Linked DNA regions of Mus musculus: region 1 is linked to region 2. The links are chromatin contacts, called in public promoter capture Hi-C maps. All regions are on one chromosome and are shown on one strand. The core of a region is the stretch at or near the end of the contact, and the rest is flanking DNA. Distances in the headings are between cores, read along the strand shown. Region 1 overlaps Cert1 (ceramide transporter 1). Region 2 holds the start of Ankdd1b (ankyrin repeat and death domain containing 1B).

Region 1 (4,889 bases), core at 1,902-4,401, 110 kb after region 2:
GATGACACTGAGACCTGCCAGTTTCTAGAGGTCACTGAGAACCAGTTAGAGGTCACTGAGAACCAGTTAGAGGTCGCTGAGTACCAGATAGAGGTCGCTGAGAACCAGTTAGAGGTCGCTGAGAACCCGTTAGAGGTCACTGAGAACCCGTTAGAGGTCGCTGAGAACCCGTTAGAGGTCGCTGAGTACCAGATAGAGGTCGCTGAGAACCAGTTAGAGGTCGCTGAGAACTCGTTAGAGGTCGCTGAGTACCAGTTAGAGGTCGCTGAGAAACCAGTTAGAGGTCGCTGAGAACCAGTTAGAGGTCGCTGAGAACCAGTTAGAGGTTGCTGAGTACCAGATAGAGGTTGCTGAGAACCAGTTAGAGGTTGCTGAGAACCAGTTAGAGGTCGCTGAGAACCAGTTAGAGGTCGCTGAGAACCAGTTAGTGTAAAATGTAGAGCGTGAATGATGTGGACTCTGATCATTTCAGCTCATTCAATTCAGTTACTTTCTCTGGCTATTACCTGCTCTTTGGATAGCTGGACAGTCCGTTTGGAATAGTAAACATATCTTTCTGTTCTGATGTCACGAGCTTTATGTGACTCATCATCTCTCTGCCACCCTGGAAAGTAAAGAAAGTGTAATTTTACAAGGAGCTGACATATTTGTAGTAAAATTAAATATTTTGTGTATTATGCTACTAACTTCTAGTTCGTTCTGAGTTTGTTGGGGGCGGGTTATTTTGTTTTTTGTTTTGTTTTCTTAATTCTACACAGTTTTTCTCTCTCTAGCTGTTTGAGTCTACAGAACTCACTCTGTAGACCAGGCTGACCCTGAACTCAAGAGATCTGCCTGCCTTTACCACCCAAGTGCTGGGATTAAAGATGGGTGCCACCACTGCCCTGCTAGTTCATTCTATTTTAGCATTTGATTTTATATTAATTCTCTTTTTTATCAATTACTACTGGTAAGCTTATTGCTGGAACACAGTTCTCTTAAGACCAGTTCTTTAAAATTAGTACATCATCTGAATTCTCCTAGCCTATGTGTATAAACTAATGGAATTCCTCCTCTTGCTCTTGGGTGGCCATAAAAGGCAATGTGTTGTGTAAACTAGTGTTTTAGTACTGCTACAATCAGATCCATACATTTTTTTTGAGTCATGCCACTACTATGTACTAGATGCATAAGCTTAGTACGTTTCCTATAAAATGAAATATGATAGCATGCTATATGGTTCCTTTCTCTCCACCTCCAAATAAAAACAAACAGATGAGCAATATAGCCTACTCAGGATAAACAAAAATGTAGAGCATGAATGATGTGGACTCTGATCATTTCGGCTCATTCAATTCACAGTTACTTTCTCTGGCTATTACCTGCTCTTTGGATAGCTGGACAGTCCGTTTGGAATAGTAAACATATCGTTCTGTTCTCATGTCACTGGAAGGCTATTGTATGTTTGCTTGTTTATTTGGTTTGGTTGAGTTAGATTGGTATGGATTGGTTCTTGTAGTGGGCTTGTTTTATTAGAAGTTCCAGACAGGTTTTACTAATATTTAACATCTGGAAGGACTGAAGGTTTCTGTTCCTTCCCAGGATCCTCTTATACTCATTATACAATAAGCTCTATATTAATCTATTTCATGCAAATATACAGCACATGCCTTTACGCTCTATCTCTGACTTTCATAGGTGCATGTATGAGAAAAAAGTGTTGTGTATTCTAAGACTTCTCGAGTGATAGAGAGGTAATGATAGCTAATTTTGAGGATGAATGTGTGTAAACTGCATAATAGACTTACCTTACTTTACTCATATATTTATATGAGAATAGCATTGTTACCTGAGGTAATTGAAGCACAGAAAGATTAAGTAGCCTGTCCAAGGTTAGACACTGGTAAGTAAAGGAGCCAGTCTTTCCAACCCAAGAGGGTGGGCTTTTAGCCAATAAGTTCTTCTGCCATCCTACAAGTATGTATTTACAGGAAATAACTTATTGACTTAAGTCATGGACTTATTGATTCAGGCTATTCTCATATTTTAATAATTCTTCATGTTTATGGTTTTTTTTAGACTACAAGTTTCCTTATGGACTCAGATATATTAATTTATAAGAATTATCAAATTGGGCACAAAAAATTTACAATTTTTTGAAGTCTCCCAAACTCTCCCTTTAACCCTTAATGCCCAGTGTTAGATGACTACTAGTTATGAATCCAGTAGGGTCCTATACTCAGTGCCTACTTATGCTTTCCTTCCTTAGTAAACTCACCCAGAATAACCTGCTCACTGGGAGCAAAAGTCTCAAAGAGATGACTTCTGTTTGTTTCTTGTTAGATTAGATACTGCATATTTTAGTGTGATGTTAAATAATAACTGTTATAAAAGAAAGTACTCAGTTCTAAAGTCATTTTAAAATCAGATTTGTTTTCAAAATATATAGAAAAGGAAGGCCATGTATATATGAAATGAATAATTTTATTTAGAAACAATTTTTTGGCTTTGCTTTTTTTTAAGTCAGTTTATATTTTGTACAACACTGAATATCTTACTAAGATAAAAGTTTTATATTTAAATCTCTTGGCATTTTGCCTTTCAAATGAGAATGTTTAATCTTTGTAAACTAAAAAACTATATGAAGTTTAGGTGATTGGTTTGTATTTGGATTCAATGAACATTTTTCTGGTATTAGTATGCCTCTATATTTAAGGGCCTCTGTGTGCATTTTTTGTGTAGCCAATTTATGAAAGAAATGTATAAATGGTTTATTAGTGTTATTTTTAAAAATTGAGATGCATCCCTGGTGTCTTCTACAGTTAAAATTCTTGTGATAATGACCAAACACAATTGCAGAATTTTAATTTCAACAAATAAAAAATATCAAAAGTAAATTGGGAAAATTTTATATGAGCAGTGAAAAAGAAAAAAATATTTTTTTAAAAAATCTCAACCATTCGATTTTACCAATCAAGACTCAGGATCCAGATGCTGGGGTGAAAGTCCACTAGCTCAGGAAGGCAGAGAAATCACCCAGCTGACCTTCCTCCTCATCCAGTGTCCCACAAACATTCTCTCCTCCCATGCCATCTCAAAACCTCTTGAACTCAATGACTCTCCTTCTACTTCCTGTGTACCTCTCTATCTGTCCTCCTGACTTCCACTTACTCCCAGGTTCACTTCTTGTTAACTGGTTACTTGCCTCACCCCTTGACCTATGGCTGGCTTCATTTAATCCTGTTTACAATAGTCAAGCAGAAAGCTCTTAGATTACAAATATGTGCTAGAGCTGAGACACACCACAACTAAAAACAGGTTTTTCCAGTAAATAACACAATCTCAGGGTTCCGTGTGATCAAATATCCTGTAACATTTCCCCCTTTTTGTCTAAATAAAAAGCAAAAGTTTTAACTCTAACACAGTAAAGCTATTTATAATAATGAAACTATTTCTGCCAAGCTTTCTACAATATCCAGCTTGATTGTATTTGGCATTTATCATACATGCAGCTGAAGACATTAGCTTGATAAGATTTTTTTTTTGTCTAATCATAGAAATTCTTATAAATCAGTTTGAAAAGTTCAGAAAGTATGTCAGGTCTGTGTGAGAGCTTGCGTATAGTCTTCAGCACTACAAAACAAAGGACAAAAGCAGAAGTTAGTAGCACCAAGAGTCAATGAGGGTCTGAAGCTGCAGAAAGTCACTCAGGACTGAGAGCCGTGAAGTGTGCAGATATTTGAAAAGTTGAACTTAGATATCTACTTAGGTCAAATGAATTAAAATTTTGAGAAAATACAAACACTGATATGAAAGATACATTCATTTTAATTATGCTCTTTAGCTTATGAGAATAGAGGCCAGTCTAGGTTCTATAAGTGATAAAATTGTCCTAAGCCCCAGAGAGTATCGAATACCGTACTTAATCAGAGAAAGTCTCGGCTATGCACTTAACTTTTAAGTGATCTGATTGGTAACAAAATTTGATCCCTTTTCAGGCTTTGCCCTCAGATACAGTTGATGCAGGTTAATTTTATCCTCCCCTCTTCTGTCATAGTTCTTGTTTATTTGTAACTTCTGTTCTCCCTCCATCTCTTCTCCTTGGTTTGTTACATTCTTTGCTGACTTTACTTCAGTTTAACTTCAACTTTGGCTGCCCTAAACTCTTTGTAGTGCCCAATTGAAGAAAGAAAGAAAGAAAGAAAGAAAGAAAGAAAGAAAGAAAGAAAGAAAGAAAGAAAGAAAGAAAGAAAGAAAGAAAGAGGAAAGGAACAAGAACTTATTGATTGCTTTTTCATATCAGTTAGTATAAACTGATCATCCCTGGTCCAGTCTCAGTTAATCATACAATTATGATTATTTTTGTTTAAACTTATGAATGGGATTAAGGGTTATACTCATGAGGCCACCATGCTGAGATCATCTAAGGATATAAGAATGAATTCTTTTTCTCTGCCAATTTAAAGAATAAAAAAGCAGGAAAAGCAAGGTCTTAGCACTCCGCCAAGTTTTATTAAAAGCAGAAGTGCACAAAGAGACAGACTCCCTATGTAGAAAGGGTTCCAAAGACAGATTCCAAGTTTTTCTGGCAGAGCCCAAACTTTTCTATGTTTTGAGGTAGGATGGGCTCTCTTTCTGCCCCAGAATTGGCTAGTTTAGGCTATTGTATTGGAGTACATAAGCCATACAAAGAGAGGAAACTGATTTGTTCTCACCCCAGAAGCCCTCATGGCAGGTTTGAATCTTCTGGCAGGAAAAATCCCATTCTTTGCCTTGGAGAGAAGCAACGGGAGATGAAGTGCTTAGATGAGAAGGACATTGAGCTCTTGTCTCCTGCCTGCCTGCCTGCCAGGGCTCTACTTCTAGTCCTTCAGAGCGCAATGCCATGAAAGTCTGACACTGGGGTATAG
Region 2 (4,749 bases), core at 2,219-4,718:
TCCAGCTCAACCCCTAAATCTGCCCTTAGTTTCCTCTCTGACCTCCTGCCTGCTACCCCAGGCCCAGTAAGGGAAGCAACCAATGACCAATCCACACTAGATCTCACATGGCTGGTAGCTGGTGGTCCCTCTGAAGCATAGCAAAACCTTTTTCCTCTCCTGTGTCTTCTAGCATGTACGCAGGAAACTGCAAGTCTCACCTATTCTGCCCAGCTCATTGGCTGATAGCATCTTTAGTGATCAATCAAGAGCCAGTTGGGGAACAGGATCTTTAGTGTTCTCGTGCAGATTCCCCATCAAAGCACCAGAACGAACCACCCCCTCCAATAGTGTAGCTATTAACAAGTTCATTAAAAATATATAAAGGCAAAGACAATTTTGAGAGACCAAGCCAATTTTGAAAAAGAGAAGCAATGTTGGAAGAGTCACATGACTTAATTTTAGTGTATAATAACCTTACAGTTATGTGCAAAATCACATTAGTAGGGTGTTTAACGATCTATACGCCGACCGAATAAAATATACAGCCTAAAAATAAGCACTCACAAATATCAGCTATTTTTTGACAAATGTTTGTAAGTTTTGACAACAGAGAGTAGATAATTATTTCAACAAATGGTATTTAAATATTTGGGCACCATATTGAAGCCTGATATAAACTTTATATCTTATATACAAATGGACTATCTATGTAAATGAAGAGCACAAAACTATAACTTTTAGGAGAAAATAAATGAGAAATTTTTCATAGTTTGTGGTTCAACAAGATTTTTTTTGTTTTGTTTTGGTTTTTGGGGTTTTTTTTTTTTTTTTTTTTTTTTTTGGTTTTTCGAGACAGGGTTTCTCTGTAAAGCCCTGGCTGTCCTGGACCTCACTTTGTAGACCAGGCTGGCCTCGAACTCAGAAATCCACCTGCCTCTGCCTCCTGAGCGCTGGATTAAAGGCGTGCACCACTACACCCGGCTTTTTTTTTTTTTTTTTTTTTTCCCCAACAAGATTTCTAACATGCACAACAACAGTATGGCTGCAAATGAAAAGAAGTTCATAAACTGTATTTCATCAAAATGTAAAGCTTGCACTCTTATGGGAAGTACCATCGAGGATCAAAATATGCTGCAGAGCAGGTTATGGAGGTTGTGAATATTTCTGGCAAATGAAATACGCCCAGAATACTTAGCTCTCAAAGTTCAACAACCCAATTTAAATACAGAGAAAAGACTTCAAGAGAACAAGAGGGACCAAAGTGATAAAATGTTACCACTACCATGAGGCAAACACAAATTAAGACTGCCAATGCCATACCAATGCACATTGATCTAAATGCCTGAAATTGAGACAAATACAATATCAAGTTTGTTTCTTAAATGTTTCTTTCTTAGGGGGACTGGGCTTGTTCTAGCTACTATCCAGTGTTAGCAAAATGCCCGAGACAACTGATAAAGAATGAGAAAAGGGCTAATTGGCTTTCGGAGGTCTCATTCCATGGCCACATGGTCAGGTTTTTGGGGTGGGGTGGGAGTGGGGTGGCTGGGCTGTGGTTGCACAAGAGAGCACAGTGAATATGTATGGAGAAGCTAGAAGAAAGGAATAGGATCTGTCATGGAATCCTCTTTGAGGTCGTCTCTCAGTAATATGAAAACTTCCTTCCACTAACTGTAAGCATTCTAAGCTCCACCCCACAGTTACCTGGCAACAGCTAGGTATGTTCCTCCTCACAGTTACCTGACAACAGTCAGGTAGGTCTGACCCACTATAAAAGGGGCTGCTTGCCCCCTCCTCCCTCTCTTGATCTCTTGTTCTCTTGTTCTTTAGCCTTCTTGCTCCCTCTCTGTCCCTTCACCCCTTCCTGCCTCTCTCCCCATTCCCCCCCCCCCCCATCTCTCCACATGCTCATGACTGGCCTCTACTCCTCTATCCACCCCCCCCACCCCCACCCCCGCGCCTTTCTCTGCCTCTACTACCCTCTTAACTCCCCTCCCCATGCCCTGAATAAACTCTATTCTATACTATACCATCCTGGTCCCTCAGGGGGAAGGGATGCCTTGGCACGGACCCGCTGAGACATCCCCTTTCCCCATACCTCACCACACCTCCATAGGACATATTCCCCCTTTTCCTTTATCTTTTTATAAACACATCACTAACCCCACTCACTAAAAGATTTAGCTAGTGTGGAGCTTTCAACCCTTAGAAGACATTCACCATCTGAAGTCTAACCCTCTCCAGTCTCAGTAGCTCTCAGCTTCATTCACCACGACCCTCAATGGCTGGGCCTTCTCGCCATTTTAATCTTAGGGACTCCACGTCTGCATCCGCTTGACTCTTGCTTGTCTCAGTTTCTACCTGAACCTCCCGTGGCTGGTTGTTTCCTCTCATTTGAGTGCCTGCCCAAACATGCTCTTGTCTCCTGACCTAAAGTCCTCCTGTGCCCTGGTGCCACCCAGGTCACTTTACTTGGTGGCCTTTCCCTAAAATTGTCACCCCTGTAACTTCCTTGTTCATGATCCGTCAGCCTCCTCCACAACAGAAATCGAGCCCCACAAACCCAGGAGCTGCCTTGTCCTCCTGAAACATCTCTTGAAAGTACTAGGCCCTAGAACATAGTCCTGGAAGAAACTAAGTAACTGCACATTATATTAAGGAAACGATACACAGTTGCCAAGGCCGGGGCTTCAGGAAAGAGTTCACCTACGCGAGCCCATAGTGTGCCCTGAAGATACACGAGTCCTTTATTTTCCGCTCCTGAAGACTTCCTCTGTGTAGCCTCGCTCAATTTGTGTTATTATTCCCGAGGCATAGCTGATCTATTCCCCAAGCTTTAGAAACCTAAACCCAACAAGGTTAAGTGACTTGAAGTCACACAAATAAATCTGCGCGCAAACCGTGATTTAAGACAAAGGCACAAGGAATTCTTTCCTTATCTGGACAAGGGCTTACTCATTTCTTTAAACAATCTCCTCCTCCGCTTAGAAAAAAACGACCCTCCCATCCAGAGTATAGGGTGTGGATCAACACTCAGTGGTGACAACTTCAAAGCTAAAAACCAGCCAGTAAGGGGGCGAGGGGCAGCATTAGAGAACATCCTGAGGGTTGCCAGGTACCTGTATCCTTCCAGGCTTCAGTGAGTGTCCCTCTAGTTTCTTGGCCTGAGCCCACCCTCTGCCCATCACACCTCATCCCAGGACTCACAGCCCTCATGTCCTGCAGCTGCTGTCTCCGGGTCCTGCACCTCCGGCTTCGGCATCCTGGCCAGGCTCCTCCAGGGTCTGGTGGCTACATCCCTCAGGTTGGCCTTTAGGCCCCTGGCTGCCTGGAGCATCGGAGCCCTCGCTCCGTGGCCCTGGGCACTCTCAGGGTTCATGGTCACCCTTGCTGTAGGGACCCCACTAAGGTGTGGAGCTGGACTGCAAATGCGCCACGCAGGAGCGCAGGACTGAGCCTGCTCTCTTTGGAGCCAATGGCTAGGCACAGGCCCTCCGTTCTCCAGCCCTTCCCTGTCTTGGGCTGGTCTGCGGTGTCCGCCTTTAGGTGTGGCATCCCATGTACTCTAGGGTTTGGCTCTACACAAAAGGAAACGTTTCTAGAAATCTACAAGCCCTCGGAAATGCTCAGTTCATGATCCATCAGTTCCCTGTACAGTTTAAAAATATCTGGGTTTGATTTATAGTCCATACTCATTACTGGAAATTCAATATTAAATACTTCCTAGTTGGGATTCCAGAATTTCCTCCTTGAAAAAAAAAGACTCAATTTTTCATTTGATAGTCATGAAATTACCAGTTTTCTTGGCTGGTCTGTTAGAAATTAAAATAATTCAGAAACAGGTCCAAGAAATCCTGACTCTTCAAATAAACTTCAAATAAAAGAGGTAAAATGACTTTTATTTTCTGTTATGAATTGGTGAGGTGTTTCATTTTAATATAAATTATATAATATTAGGGCTGGAAAGATGGCTCAGTGCTCAGCAGCACTTACCACTCTTGCAGAAGCCTAGAGTTTGAATTCCAGCACCAGCTCTGGATGGCTCAACCCAGCTGTTACTCCAGCTTCAGGGCTCCCAATGCCCTCTTCTGGCCTCAGTGGTACTCACATACAATGAATTTAAAATATATATGATATCGATGTCCATTTAAAGCTTGCTTTGCTTTCTAATTACTGTGCACCAAATTTTCAGTATTAAATTCAAATCAGTGTTTCTCGATGTATCAAGGGAAAAACCCAACATGACAAAGTGTACCTAGCAGAGTTCCATTTAGAACTTAAAAAAAAAAAGGCCTAATCTTTATAGTAGGATATTATGATCAAAACAATAGCAAGTATACGACAATGAATACTAGTAGAAATATAAGGCAGGACTAACATGCAAAGTATCATATGTGAATGGAAAATGGGATACAAAACAATATAAATAAAATCCCAACTACCAGATGAGAGTGTACAGGAAAAGAGTATCAGTATATTAACAGTGGAAATCAGACTAACTCCACAGAATTCTGAACCATGTTATTCTAATAATTACAGCACACAAATCGCTTCCAAACTCCCAACTGGGCTCTCTCCGTATTAAAGCTCTCAACAAGATAAGAAGCATTGTGATTTTATGCTCTGCACGAGTGATTCTCAGTCTTCCTAATGCTGCCTGCGACCCTTGAACACAGTTGCTCATGTTGTAGTGACCCCTAATCACAAAATTATTTCTTTGGTACTTCATAACTATAATTTTGCTACTGTTATGAATTGTAATGTAAA

Evidence for each region. Promoter capture Hi-C pulls out the DNA fragments that hold promoters and counts their contacts.
Region 1: a contact with region 2 is called in a promoter capture Hi-C map of the HPC-7 cell line. The contact joins the enhancer-like site here to the promoter of Ankdd1b in region 2. A contact is called at or near these places in 10 of 39 promoter capture datasets (the C10 cell line, the HPC-7 cell line, embryonic stem cells and 5 more), 2 of 484 Hi-C or Micro-C datasets (ECoMG-derived neutrophils and trophoblast stem cells), 1 of 115 datasets of contacts at active chromatin or transcription factors (embryonic stem cells) and 4 of 9 other capture datasets (adipose tissue, liver, macrophages and 1 more).

What each region holds. Positions count from the first base shown.
Region 1 is chr13:96,575,665-96,580,553 of GRCm38.p6, forward strand. All of the region lies in intron 3 of Cert1 (ceramide transporter 1), which reads left to right. It overlaps Gm46436 (a long non-coding RNA gene), which reads left to right. Exons shown (of 2, transcript XR_001781022.2): 1 at 1-72; 2 at 178-4,889. Among named protein-coding and RNA genes, the nearest start is that of Gm46436, 6.1 kb to the left of the region's middle. Within about 2 kb of position 3,152, at least 10 of the 459 cell types and tissues checked have an H3K27ac peak or open chromatin away from gene starts, as enhancers often do. A contact at or near this core is called in the HPC-7 cell line, where this site is marked.
Region 2 is chr13:96,467,751-96,472,499 of GRCm38.p6, forward strand. Ankdd1b (ankyrin repeat and death domain containing 1B) reads right to left here and starts at 3,469. Exons shown (of 15, transcript NM_001369169.1): 1 at 3,190-3,469. The coding sequence starts at 3,361.